Linked DNA regions of Bactrocera dorsalis: region 2 is linked to region 1. A link is a contact called in public Hi-C data. All regions are on one chromosome and are shown on one strand. Each heading gives the region's core, a stretch centred on a gene start, on an enhancer-like site or on the middle of the called end of the contact. The rest is flanking DNA. Distances are from core to core; before and after follow the strand shown.

Evidence for each region. Hi-C and Micro-C count contacts between places; a contact is called where the count stands out from the background.
Region 2: a Hi-C map of whole body shows a contact between it and region 1, with 2.3 times the contacts expected there. The contact joins the enhancer-like site here to the promoter of LOC105227843 in region 1. A contact is called at or near these places in 2 of 2 Hi-C or Micro-C datasets (both in whole body).

Annotation. Positions count from the first base shown.
Region 1 is chr5:68,523,493-68,530,576 of ASM2337382v1, forward strand. LOC105227843 reads left to right here and starts at 2,446. Exons shown (of 12, transcript XM_049457228.1): 1 at 2,446-3,565; 2 at 4,696-7,084. The coding sequence starts at 2,797. LOC105227839 (splicing factor 3A subunit 2) reads right to left here and starts at 2,140. Exons shown (of 2, transcript XM_011207375.4): 1 at 1,927-2,140; 2 at 1,016-1,867. The coding sequence starts at 2,026. The coding sequence ends at 1,164. LOC105227838 reads right to left here and starts at 628. Exons shown (of 10, transcript XM_049457231.1): 1 at 458-628; 2 at 101-368. The coding sequence starts at 278.
Region 2 is chr5:68,561,426-68,568,509 of ASM2337382v1, forward strand. It overlaps LOC105227845 (teneurin-m), which reads right to left. Exons shown (of 11, transcript XM_049457225.1): 5 at 5,604-7,084; 6 at 3,783-4,066; 7 at 2,901-3,312; 8 at 2,235-2,780; 9 at 1,959-2,166; 10 at 237-263. Among protein-coding and RNA genes, the nearest start is that of LOC109579177, 19 kb to the left of the region's middle. Within about 2 kb of position 3,281, the one cell type or tissue checked has open chromatin away from gene starts, as enhancers often do.

The sequences.
Region 1 (7,084 bases), core at 1,196-3,695:
TATAACCAAACATGTGTAGATTTGTGTCAAATAGGTATATTTATGGCGTTACTATTTTACACTACAATATAAAATGGTTAAACTTCTTGTAAACACTCACCGCCTGTTGTTGCCTGCGTTGAGCCCATACCAGTCAAATTGGAGCTTAGGGTTCCATTTGTATTTCCACCTCCAGGTCCCCCACCACTTCCAACACCACCACCGCCCCCTACACTGCTCCCTCCTGGTCCAGGTGCGCCACCACCACCAGTTCCACCACTCGCATCCACCGAACTCATTTTATTTAAAAACGCAGTATATTTATTGATAAAAATGCTAAAACAAATTTATTTTACTTAAAATATCAATCGCACACACATTACGTTTATCTAAATTTGTAGAAGTAAAAGTATGTACATATATTTTTCATAGTATCACTTTAAAATCACCTCGCGGAGGCTTAAAAACTTCTACCAACCTTGCTTTTATTTAAACGTTTCAGCAAATGTTAATTTCACACTGTATTTGTTGAATTTTATAATTATCACTGATTACTGAAATCTTAATTGGAAAATTTTTAGCTTTTCCCTCGTCTACATACGGTCACTTTTCTCTGTGTGTACTTTAAAAATGTCTGCCGTATACTGAAATGAAACATACAAAGAAGAACGAGTAGTAAGTGAAATTTGCTAAACTGTGCTGCCAGATAGGACTTTAGTTAGGCAATAACAATAACTTGACAAATTATCTATTATCTTTAATTTCTAAATGAAAGACAAATATTATATGTTAACTTTTTTTAATTTATTTTAAAGCTTAATGTTGTGATAGGTTTATGCCAACTTTTTACAATTGTGAACTTATTTGCAATAGTTTCACTGCGCATGCGTACTTAAACAAATGATTGTGAATGGTATACGTACATACACATATGTACATATATTGTGTTTACATTTTCTCGAGCCCTATACAAGTATTTATATTTTAATCATTGCGTTAATCAAGTTAGCAAATATTAATACAAAAAATCAAAACATTTTAAAATTATATTTTGTTCTGTTTTATTGAAAATGCTGGCGTTTCATTTATACATTTTAATTTAACGTAGCTTGACTTAAATAAGTGGTTTACAACTTCCGTAACAGTTAACCGTTTCCACTGCTGACGGGAGTTGTCTGCTCGTCTCACATGGGTGGTGGTGGTACAGGTAATACGCCCATTGGAGGAGGTGGTGGTACGCCATTGAACATATGATGAGGACGAGGCGGTCCCGGCATTGGAAAACCAGCGGCAGGGCCAAGACCACGATGCAATTGCGGTGGCGGAGGTGGAATAATTTTGGGTTCGAATTTGAAGGAGAATTGGAGGAAAAATTGCTTTGTATCACGATTCCAATGTGTCCAAAATTTACCTTCGGTTTTTTCCACTTCTCGCGATGGAACCTTAAAAGCAATCGTTTCATATGGCTCAGCAGCAAATAACAAATATTGCCATTTACGATCTGGTGGTTCTATTTTCTGTTCATAAGCGGACATGAATCGGTGACGTGGTATGATTCCTTCAGTGATTTCAGGATAATCAATTTGGAAAAGTAATGATTGCTGACCATTAGTAGGATCACGTTGCTTTGTCACACGGTAACCTGGACGACCAATCTTAACAAATTTTTTCGGCTCAACTCGTGGTTTCTCCGGCGCTAGCATGGACGGCGCCTCCTTAGCTTCTTTTGCGGCACGCCGAGCCAAGTTCTCTTGATGTTTCTTTCCTTGCGTATGTGCCAAATAACTGCCCTCATTATTGTGAAGTGTTAGACAAAGTTTACATTCATATGAACCCAAATGATTTTTCATAAAATATGGATCCTTATTCAAATCAATTGTTTCCAAAGCTAAATAGAAAAAATAAAGATGTAGAGAATAGTTAACAACGCCAATGTGGAAAACTTACCAAGCTGCCGTAGTCGTTCTTTGCGGTCACGGTTAGTTTCTGACCAAGAAGCAACTCCACCGCTTCCGGTTTTTCCACCGGCTCTATTTTGGAAATCCATTTTTTAAGCTGGTGTACACCAATAAAGTAAACTTTTATAATATTTTAGTAAAAATTAATAACATCAATTCAATGTGTCTCGTTTATGTGTACTTTGACAGATTACAATATGCCAAAAATTTGTGTTCAAAATGTCAAATGTTTCGTTCCTTCGCTTATGACAACTGAGCGGCATTACCGTATCGAGTTATTTAAGTTGTGTAGAGTTCTACAAATTTGAATAGTTTAATATTTATAATCAATCAAATAATACAAACTAAAAATTGCTGATAAAGTGCACATTATATTGCAAATTTTTAAATCTTCATTTATTGTAATTAGTTGATAAATTTTTGTGTAAATAAAAATTTAATAATTGCGGAAATAATTTTTGTATGTGCACCCTGTGTTATTGCCCATGCCTAAATAACTTCGCCGTAGTTTGTGACATTTGTGAAGAATTTTCTTTCGACAGTAGACAACGAGGTGCGCGATAAAGGCTTTAAAAATTAATTAATGAGGAATTTAAAATATCTTAGTGCCTGCTGAATATAATAAAAAATTGAAAACCGGTTTTAATTTCTTGTTGTGTTAAATTCACTAGATTTAAAAGTACGTGGATTTCATTAATTTTTGAATGTGCATATTCTCGTGTTTTCCCCGAAACCTACATGAAATATTTCTACAAGTGAAGAAATTCTACGCTACGCTCAAAACGCGTTATTAGATGCATTAAGCTGATGTAATATATAAGTATAATGAAAAAATAAAAAGTGGGTTTAATAATCAAATATGAGTGATTGTGAAGCGCTAAATAATAATGTAGCAACAAATGAAGCTCTTGCAGTGAGCAATGTAATTACTATGAATAACCGAGCAGCCACAAATTCTAAGCAGAGTGCTGCTACTGATAGTATCGCTGAATATGCTAGTACCAAAAAAGGTCAATTATCCGTCATGTCAACAACAAATGATGTGGAGTGCACAGTAAATCCTGTGGGCGAAAGCAAATCTCAAAATGCTACTACTGTTAAGAATTTGACTCAGACACATCTTACCCATGGTCCTACTTCCGCAATGGATTCAATAGTCTCAAACCAAAGTCAAAAACCCGACAGTAACAAACGTGTCATACGCAAAATTATGGTAATTGATCCGAAAAAATTGCAACAAGCTGGTTTAGATCGCAAATTGGCCGAAGCAATCGGTAGGCATAAGCTAAAGGCAATGGCTAAAGAACAGCGCAGACGGGTACAAGATTGGGATACTCATAAGTTGCAAGTAAATGATGCGTCCAAAGGAGCTAATAAACCAACCCAAACTGTAATTTCGTCATTAAAGGCAACAGCACAAGCTGTCGCTCCTGCAACAGTAACCACACCATATACTGCAATAAGCAATTCTACGCCAAATACAACTAATGCAACACAACAAGTCTTTTCTTCGATAAAACCACTGGATTCATTGAAAAATTGCCTTTTGGTGCCAGCTGCAACGGAAAAAGCTGCTTCCCCAAAAATTAATGCGCCGCCGATTAAGACAACAGTTTCGGCTCCCACGGGTAAGTGATTTCTTCAAGTTTAATATCAATAATCTATATCCCACAGGAAATTTTTGAGTCCTTATAGATTATATCTGCAATATTTTAATTTAAAATCTATAATGTCGCAAACATTTAGCCATAATATATTCCATGCACGCGTGGCTGAGTAGTTAGTGTTGTTGTTCGTTAAATTGTAGGTCGCGAGTTCGAGGCGTGGTTACACTTGAGCTTTAACGTAGTTACATACAATTTTTTTATTGGTATTTTGTATACCATCATATAAATTTTAAAACCAAAAGTCGTGCAAAAAAGTGCAAAGTGCGTTTGCTTACTGTCTAACAGATGTGCCGGTGACGCATTCATTGTTATTGTTTTATTTTTAGAAAACAGTCTTATTTATAAACTCTATTTGTTGGCATTACCTACATGTTGTTCGAAAATATTATTTATTACACGTTTCATGGTATATGTATGTAAGTGGTATAGTGATTTGTTAACTCTTAAATTTTATTTTCCAAAACTGTCTGGTCTACAACCGTGCAAATACTGCCAACACTGCAACATCCCCGAAAAATATTTGTTTCCAGTTTATGGGTTGTTACAACAATAAAAACAACTTTTCATTCCGTTTGTAATAAATTGTCATTAAAAATTAATGATTTTTGAATATTCTTAAAGAAAATAGTTGCACAGACATATTTATAGGTCATGTTGCCATAGTTGGTGCATAACATTGATATCTGTTATGTTTAAAATGTGCAAATAAAAAGTGAAAGTAATTTTTTTTTCTTAACTTATTTTCAAAATAATTGCTAGATATGAAGCATTTGGTCCAAAACTCTGGCATGCTTTGCTGGCTTAGGTATCAAATGAGGGGGTGAAAACAGCGGCTGTACTAAGGGTCACAGTTCGAATCCTGTTTATGGCTAGATAAATCTTAGAGATAAGGTTTATATTTTCCACAATATTTTTGTTAGTTAATGTAACAGAAAATGCGAAATTGATTAGCGTACGACAAAAATTTGTAAATACATACAATTATATGTATATCCTATTATTCCACAAATCTTCGGGCCTACCAAAGCTGGAATATGGAATTTATTTTTTTTATGCATAAACTTTAAATAAGCTCAAATAATATTTTACAGCTACCAAATCGCCTTCCGCTGAGCGTAAAGTTTTTGTTACGCCGAAGATAACCATAACGCGACCCGGCGAAGAACCGCATACAGTACGTATAGTGCCCGAGCATCGCTTAGAAAATGTGAAATACATATTACAATGTAAGATTTTGAAACGCCAGCAGTTGGCAGCTGTACAGGCGCCGCAATCTCCACAATCGCCACAAGTTGCAACCTTATCGACGTCACAGCACACCACACCAACAACTGAAATGCCCTGCATTGAGCCGAAAACAGACATGGAAGAGTTCATGAACAAACCCAAAGGTCAACAAGCAAAAAAACCATCCCCTGCTAAAACTCCGCAAGATATAGCACGTGTACTCGATTTTAGTGCAGATGCTGCTACTGCAAGCCGCTCTACAACAACTGTGTCGGCTCTAAACGCAAATGAGCATCAAACAGAAAAGGTTAGCACGGTCCATAGTCCAGTACACATAAGAAACTACAGTCTCAATGCACGCAAAGAGTCGCCCGTAAAGGAGGAAGCTGCTGGTACGCGCGCAGTCGATGTTGCACGTTTGGTGGCGCGCATTGGTAATGTAACAATGCGTAAAAACACCGTACAGTCGCCAGACAAGGCAGCTAATATAATGGAAATACCTAAAGCCACCATACGTTGCAAGAAACTGCCAGTGCAAAGCAAACCTAACCATGTGACTAAAAGAGATAATATCACAAAACCATTTCTGGAACCAAGCCTGGAACCGACTGCTTCACCGTTATTAATAAACAAAAATATAGTTGCAACCAACGTTGAGCATCCGTTAAGCACAGTCTATAAAGCTCCAGCAAAGCAGCCAACAGAAGCGTTGAACGTTAAAGCCTCTACCACTGCCGCGCTTGACAACCAAAACAATGCGCCTGCACAGTTCAACAACTTTCCGCTATATTCGCCACTGAAACAGCCATTCCCAGTCGTTACACACTCACAAGATTTGCCTTTACCCACAATCTCCACATTCAAAACACCCTTTCCTACCACTCTGATTAAAGTCGGTCAAATGGGTCAGACACAGGGTGATGATACAGAAAAAACCAGCGATAATTTCTTGAAAAATACATATTTCGTAACACCGGCTGTTACCATCCCCATAGCACAAACGCCAAAAAGTCTGATTGTGTTGGAGAACAAAGTTTTATCACAAGATGAAAAGATTGATCTGACCGCATTAGGCTTTGGTACACCGAAACTAGAGTCAACACCAGGCGTAACAATGAAAACGAACGAAACAGCGACAACTACACACAAAGCGCAGGAAACGGCACAAATTTCGCAAACGAAAATCGCGTCTAGCACGTCGTCAGCCGTAGCAAATGTGTTACCACAGAAGGGCGCTAAATTCAATAATCGCACGATTGTGTCGATGGATAAACTGAAATTGTCCTCGGATAAGATAGCTGAGCTTGTCAAGGCGATACAGTTGAAAAACGCAAATTCACCGAAACACTTTCTTGTCGTGCGTAAAGCGGAAAATGTGGCGAAGGCAAGCGAAAACACCGGCGTGTTGCGACAAAATGAGACCAGTGTTACACAAACAAGTCCGACCTTGACACAACCAGCAGAGAATACAGCAAGCGTAGACTTCCCAGCGCCTAACAAGAACATTGCTTCAATAGAAAAAGCGAACGAAACGCCAATAAGTCCAACACCAAACATTCCAGTGTCCAAGTTAACAGAAATTTATACAAACACTGCAACACATACTAATAAGATAACTGAAACTACTACCCAAAACGATTTTCAACCTAGAACTGCAGTGGTTTCCACGTGTCTTACGACCGCTGCGACACCTATTACATGCCAAGCACCTAAAACTGTTGTCGACTCACAATTCAAAGAGAACGCAGAATTCAAAAACCCTTTGCCGCCTAATCCACCGAAACTAACCGACTCAGCTCAAATTGCACACAACAAATCTTCCGTTTGCGTGGTGGATAGTGGCGATGATGAATCGGATGCATCGCTATCTGCTGTTGACTTCATTGCTTCGTTGGCGGCTGAAAACCCCATAACGGAGGATATGCAACTGGAACTCTCGCCGGAAGAGCTCAATTTGAATGCTTCATTCGCAATGAATTTCTCACCACTCCGTATTCCATACCGCGATAGAACAGAGAGCGTAAAGAGTGAATTAATTGAGCAGGATATATATGACGCCTGTAATGTGCCAAATGCCGAAACATTGCCCGAGTTATTTGAGTCCGAAATGGCTGCCGATGACGTGCAAATCGGTAAAATCATAACTATCAGTGAGGAGAATATTCTAAAGGCTGTTGCTGCCTCAAGCAAATTGGATGCCAATAATGAACAAACAAATAACGGTGCACAAGAGGTATTTAAACTCACAAAGAG
Region 2 (7,084 bases), core at 2,031-4,530, 39 kb after region 1:
ATAAAAGCAAATAAAGTGTTTGACGATTAAAAAGGAAATTAGAAAAATTAAATGATAAAATTAATTAAAAAATTACGACAAATTAGTAAAATGAGCGCACTGCTATGAGCGCGTTGAAATATGTTAAAGTATGAAAATTAATAGCTAAGAAAACATGTTACCAAACAACCAACGAATTATTTTTTTTAAGAGTATTTAGTTAGTTATTTTAGTTTGAGCGCTGTTGCTTTGCTTACCTTGCATTGAAATAATTCCAAAAAATGCTGTTAGTGTTAAATGAATTTAGTGGTGATTTTTTAAACGATTTGTTTGTTTTTTGGAAGGGTTTTTGGTTAATTTTTTTGTAATTTTGATTGTAATGATTTAAAAAATTTTAGTTAATGGTTAAATATTTTTTTTGCAATATATTTTTGTTTTTTTTTAATATTAAAATTTTTTTTAATTATTTTAATATTAAAAAAATTTTATTTCAATTATTTTAATAATAATTTTTTTTAATTTTTTAATTTAAATTTTTTTTTAATTTTTTATTATTTTAATATTAAAAATTTTTTATTTAAATTATTTTAATAATAAAATTTTTTAATTTATTTTTTTTTATTTACAATTTTTAGTTTTAATTTTAATTTGTTTTAATTTAATTTTTTGGAATTTTATTTCATTAAAAAAAATTAATTTAATTAATTTTATTTTTTTGTGATTTTTTTTTTAATTTTTAAAATTTTTATTTAAATTATTTTAATAATTTTTTTTAAGTTTAAAATTTTTTAATTTTTTTATTTTTAAATATTAAATTTTTTTTTTTTAATATTTAAAAAAGTTTATTTAAATTATTTTAATAATAAAATTTTTTTAATTAATTTTTTTTTAATATATTTTTTTTAATTTATAATTTTTTTTTATTTTTCAAATTTTGTTTTTAATTTTTCAAAATTTTTATTATTATTTTTTTTTTTTATAAAATTTTGAAATTTTTTGTTTTTGTTTTTAGCGTATTGCAAGTGCCGAAAGTTATGCATATTTGCCAAACGTTTACATTGGAAATCGTACAAATCGTATTATTAGTAAATTGGTTACGTATACGCAGTGGTAGTATGTAGTAGTAGTGATGTTGGTAGTAGTAGGTTAGTAGCAGTTTTAGGGCGCGCGTGTAAGAGAAGAGAAAAGAGTAGAGAAAATTAATTGCATTAGCGTTGATTTAATGTTTGCATACGTTGCATATATTTATTGTTAAGTAACTGTAAACATTTTGAATTTGCAACTTTTGTCAAAGTAAAATGTCTCCAATGAAAAAAAAAAAAAACAAAACTGAAACTAAGCCACGCGTGCTTAGCATATATCGAAAAAAAGTTGTTTTATGCAAGCCTGCGTAAAACTAAAATATTTTGTTGTATTATACGTAGACGTATGTAGCAGGTAGCGCGGCTTTATTGTGCAGCAGCTGCAGTTTGCTTTTCGTAAATTTTTTTTCTTGATTTTTGTACGGCTACTCTTGCCTACCTTTGGGGTATTTATGGTGCAAAAACAAAGGACATATAGTGGGAGTTATTTACATATGTTTTGTTTCATGGGTTGGTAAGGGATATTTTTGGGGGTTGGGATTTGTTAGACGTGGGCACGATAACTTAAAAATATCAAAACGTAAAAACTGAAAAAAGGCAAACTAGTTGTCATTATGCATTATTTATTTGTTGTTGCTTTTTTCTTTTTGTTTTTTAACAGGATATTTACATCCACTATACACACTAAAACATCAGCGTTTATGTAATGCAAAAATTTAGTGGCTTTTATTAAACGAAAAAATATCTTTGTCACCAATTGCATGTTGCTTGTATGCTTTTCAATAACTTTTTGTTTTTTTTTTGTTTTTTGCTTCAACATAGCTAATTTGTTTAAACTTAAAATATACGCATTTAAACTAGAATGTGTAAAGAAATTGGCAAACGCCTTGAACAAACCTTTCATTGAACGTCTCGAGTTTCGCATAGTTCTGTAGGCTGCTCTCGTCAATCAGGAATTTCATGCGCTCGAAGAAGGATGCGGTAATGGCCGGCGGTTGCTTGCGCAGCAAGACATCAATCGGCTTGGGCGCGGATACGCACAGCTGCGATGTCTTGCACACATGACTGGCACAGCACTCGGGATCCTCACAGTCGACGAGACCATCTGGCGCATAACACAATTTATTATTATTAATATTTAGATGAAAAAATATGCCAAGTACACACGCTTACCCTTGTCGTTGTCCTTGCTGTCGCCACAATTCAATTCGAGCGCTATGCCGCAGTCGGGACCATCCCAGCCCTCGTAGCAGCGACACTCCCACTGACCCTCGCCGCTCACGCGACACTGTCCATGCGCCGAACAGCCATTCGGACAGCCTTCGATAGTGCAGTGCTTGCCATTCCAACCGGTCACGCACAGGCAGGTGCCATTCTTGCATTGCCCATGCTCATTGCAGCGCGTATCGCAGAGTTTGGTGTTGCAATATTCGCCACCCCATTCCGTGTCGCAAGTGCAGGCATCGCCGACACAGCGTCCATGCTGTCCACAATCCAAATCGCATAGCTCCTTCGAGCAGTCATCGCCGCTCCACTTTGGCTCGCACGTGCAGGTCTGCGTGTCCACATCGAAATTGCCGTGATTGGAGCAATCTGGCAGGCATTGCAAGGCGTCCTTGTCGACGGTGGCGCAATCGGTGCCCTTCCAGCCCTTCTTGCAGATGCAAGTGCCGTCAGCGCAGAAGCCATGACCCGAGCAGTTCGGATGCGGACAGTCAACTGGAAAGCGTGAAAAATACAGCAAATTATTTAGTAATTTTGTAAAGCATACGTTAATGTAAATAATTTGTTGACTCGTCATTTTCAAAAAAAAGTTGTTGTAAAATGCGCGTTCATTACCTTCCTCACAGAATTTGCCCTTATAGCCGCGCATGCACTGGCACTTGCCGCTCACGCAGTGACCATGTCCATTGCAATCGGCCACTTCGCACTCATCGTGACGCAACGAGCACTCTTTACCCTTCCAACCGGGATTACAAATACATTCGCCGTTAATATATTCGCCATGTTGCGAGCACAGCACTGGACAAACGCTCTCACTGCAGTCGTCGCCACCAAAGCCGGGATTGCATTGACAATGCCCGAGCAAGCATTGGCCATTGCCGGAGCAACCGTTCGGGCAATTCTGTGTCATATCCTCGGCAATGGCGGCATAGAAGGTGACCTCTTGCGCATCACCATCATCGTTGTAGAGCGAGACGAACCAGTGACCGGGCTCCATGTAGCGTGTTACCTCGCGCGTTATCGATAACTGTGCGCGGCAAGTAAGCGCACAAGAGCGTAGATGGAGTAGAATGAGCGCGCGTTCATATGCGTGAAGCGCGTTTATATCCATGAAGCCAGGCGTAGTGTAGCGTTTAGCGATGAACGTCGTTGAGCGATGAATATGTGTCGATTTGATGTTGTTGTGTGTATGGTATGTGGTACATGGAACGCATATATGTGTACAGAGATGTGTGTATAGCGGTTTGATTTTGTTGTGTACGGGATGAGAAACAAGAAAAACACAGAGAAACAGTTCGGTTAATGAAGCATTAGTTGTACGTTAACGAGTTTGAAGCGACAAATAATACCTTATAACTATGCCATAAACTAAAAAACTAAGACCATATACGAAATGTAACCACCTAATGATAAGCGCTTGCGTAATAAATTTTAATAAACTTATGTCTACAACTACAAATACACGCTTATTGCTTAGCAAAACAGTAAGCTACTCACGTGTGCTGCGCGCGCTGTCCTTGTGCTGGCGCTAAAGCCGCTCAACACCTCCTTAAAGTGATACTGTGTGTGTGTTGGCAATGCGTTGCGACGCCCATAGACACCTATCGATGCGCCGCGCGGTATGGTGTAATCGAACTTCACATAAGCCGGTTCCGATTGATAGAACTGCATATTCCAATAGCTATAAGGTTGTATCTCCTTGGTTAGTTTCTGTCCCAGTGTGATTTGTCCAAAGGTCGTGCCATCTGGTGGGAAGCTGCGTGCCGGGAAAGTACGCGCACCTACTCGGCATAGTACGCCCAAGGTGTGAGTATATTAGTAAGGCGCGTATACGTTTCGCAGGCGCGTTAAGTTGCACGCGCAAATGCAATGAATGATGAGTATTGCGAGCGCCATTAATGCGTGTGATGAGCGTGTTGAATGTACGTAAAGCGTGTTATACAAACGCGTGGTGAGAGAGAAGAGAAAAGGGAAAAAGCGTACGTTTTTTAGAAAAGGTATTTAAATATTTCTTTTTTGCTTAAATGTAAATTTTATTTAATTTTCTTTTAATTTAATTAAATTTTTCTTTAATTTAATTTTGTTATATTTATAGAAAATTTACAAGTTTGTATGTAAATTTACAAGAATCGATTTTATTTTACAGTCTGTCGTTGGTTAACAGTTTTCGCTGTCACTAGGTACAAACAAAAATATGAAAGATGAAATTTTGTTAAGCAATTTTTGCGCTTCCAACGACATTGTCGGTAGCTGTTAAGCGGTTGCTTCATTAATATAGTGCCTTGCAGCTGCTGTCGGCTTTAAAACATATTAAATCTCTTGTGTAGTTGTCAAAAGAGCAATGCGGCTTTCCTATTGGCTACCCAGCATTGTATGAGTTTATGCGCTTCATGTTAAGTGCGCTCTCTTAGCATGCGCATATTTGTTGTTTGTTGTGAGCGTGTATCACACAGTGCTCAGCACGCATATGTATTGCGTGTAGTTGTTTTCTTTCGTTGCCATTTGCGCGCATATAATTCTCAACCGCTTTATTGTAAAGCTGCAAATCGCTTAAGATATTCCTTTGTTTGCTATAGTTAAAATAATGTATTTGTTTTGTTGATGTATTTGCATGGGTCTTAAGTTAATTAATGAGTTATTTATAACATAATTCTTTTTTCTGGTTTTCTTACAGCATTTATACCACGAGGTAAGTGTATCTTACATTTTCTAATGATAATGATTTTTATTTTGCTTTTGATGTGATGCGATATGTTTGAATTTTGCCCATTGCCAATTTCTGTACTTAAGGTGATATTGAGGTTATGTATACAAGTTAGTATGAGTAATGAAAAAATCCAAAAATTATAATGAGGTTATAACTAAAACTTAAAGTTATAGTCATAATTATATAGAGTTAGTAGACATTTTCCAGTAGTCAGAGTAGGTAAACCTAAGCATTATGGCTTCCAAAATCAAAAAAGTTGAAGTATTTTATATATTTACATATATTATTATATAATTAGTAAATATTTTTTCATATTTATATATATTATTATATAATTAGTACCATTAGATCGCACTTAAACATAAATATAACTTTATGTATGTACAAAGTACAAGCTATAACCTGCACAGTAAAGAAGTAAAATAACAGCTTTGAGATTAGAACTTTACAATTATGTATTATGAAAGGTTATTTATTTATATATGAAGAGTTTGAGCGTTCTTTTTAAGTTTGCTACATAATTAAATACTTCAGTTTGTTAGTCTACAAGCCGGAGGTGGTGAGTTGTTAGTAGTTTTTTTAGTCACCATTAAACCATTAAAGACAATCACCTTCAAGTATCAGAATAGGCATAACATCAGGACATGCAATTTTGCTGCCATCACCAACAACAACATGATCATCAACACTGACAGCTTGCGCTGCATCAACACCAAGCAAATTAGTAAATGTAGCAGTGGTAGTTGTTGAAATGAGAGAATCTTCAGTGGTATTAGTCAACATAGTTGTTGTGCTTGTAGCAATTGCTGGTGTGTATGGTAAATGAATGAAATTGTCGGTAGTTTGCGGCGCTGTGGTCGTTGCGGTAGCGGTGGGAGCGTCGGCGTTATCAACACTATCCGCTAATGGCACAAAGTGTGCCTCGTTGTCAACAGCGTCAAGCACTTCAGTTGCACTTAAGAAATCCGCGCACTTGCAAGGGCATTCCGGTATAGGTGGCGGTGGCTCGGGTATGCAATAAGGACTGATTGGCGCTTGCTCGGTGTCGTGTGCATACGTTGGTGGCGGCGCATCTTCATCGTGCGCTGGCGTTTTCAGGCGCTCATGTGTTAACACCTCTTGCACATCGTGCGTTTGACCGCCGATCGGCACGGCCACATGCAACGTATACACAGAGTTGCTATCACCTTCGGTAGCGATCGTCACATTCACGAGTATGTGCTTACCCGGCGCATCGTATGTTTCGCTCACTATGGGCGCTTTGAGCGGAAAGTTTGGCAATTTGTCAGCGTAGCTGTTGACCGCGTTGTTTGCTACGCCTGCTTTGAGCACTTCGTTTTCTGCTTGCGCTGGGTATTTAGGCGGCCGACTGGTGACGATTTCTTTACGTTTGCCATGCGTGTACTTCGGCGGCTTTGCGGGCGCACCGTCTATGGTTTTATAGATTTCATCCTCGCTCGAGCGTGTATCCTCCAATTTGATAATATCAATGTCGTCCGCATTGGGTTCGGCAATGAAATGCTGGTAGTCATTAGTGGCTGCGTAAGCTTTGGCGTTTGTATGGAAATTACGATTGCGCTGCATTATGTTCTCGGGCGCGTTGTGGTTTCTAGCGTCTTTGTTGTTGTGTTTGTAGTTGTGCTGCGGCATTAAACCGTCATTAAGCATCAGCTCGTCTTCCGCGTTGCTTTCATCATCAGCAACTGTTGACGCATTGTTTCCATTACCACTTAAATGTGTTGGTTGCATTGTTGTTGTATGCGCTAGAACTTCAGCAGTTGCGGGTTCAGTTGCGTAATTGTAGTACAGTTTTTCGGTTGTTTGTGCCGCGTGTGTTTCAGCAGCTTGCTGAACGCTCATTTGTGCTATCATTTGTGTGCGGTCTGTTACTGACGTTGTCTTTACCGCTACAACGTCAGTTGCTTCCTCCGTTGATACGCCAACATCTTCAACATTTTCAACATTTTCTACATTTTCTAATGACAGCAAATCGTCCACGGCTCCAACGTTTTTACTTTCATAACCCGAATCTACCGAAATCCTTGCTTTTACTTCCCGTTGCTGCTTTCTTGCAACAGTTTTTTGCCTTGCC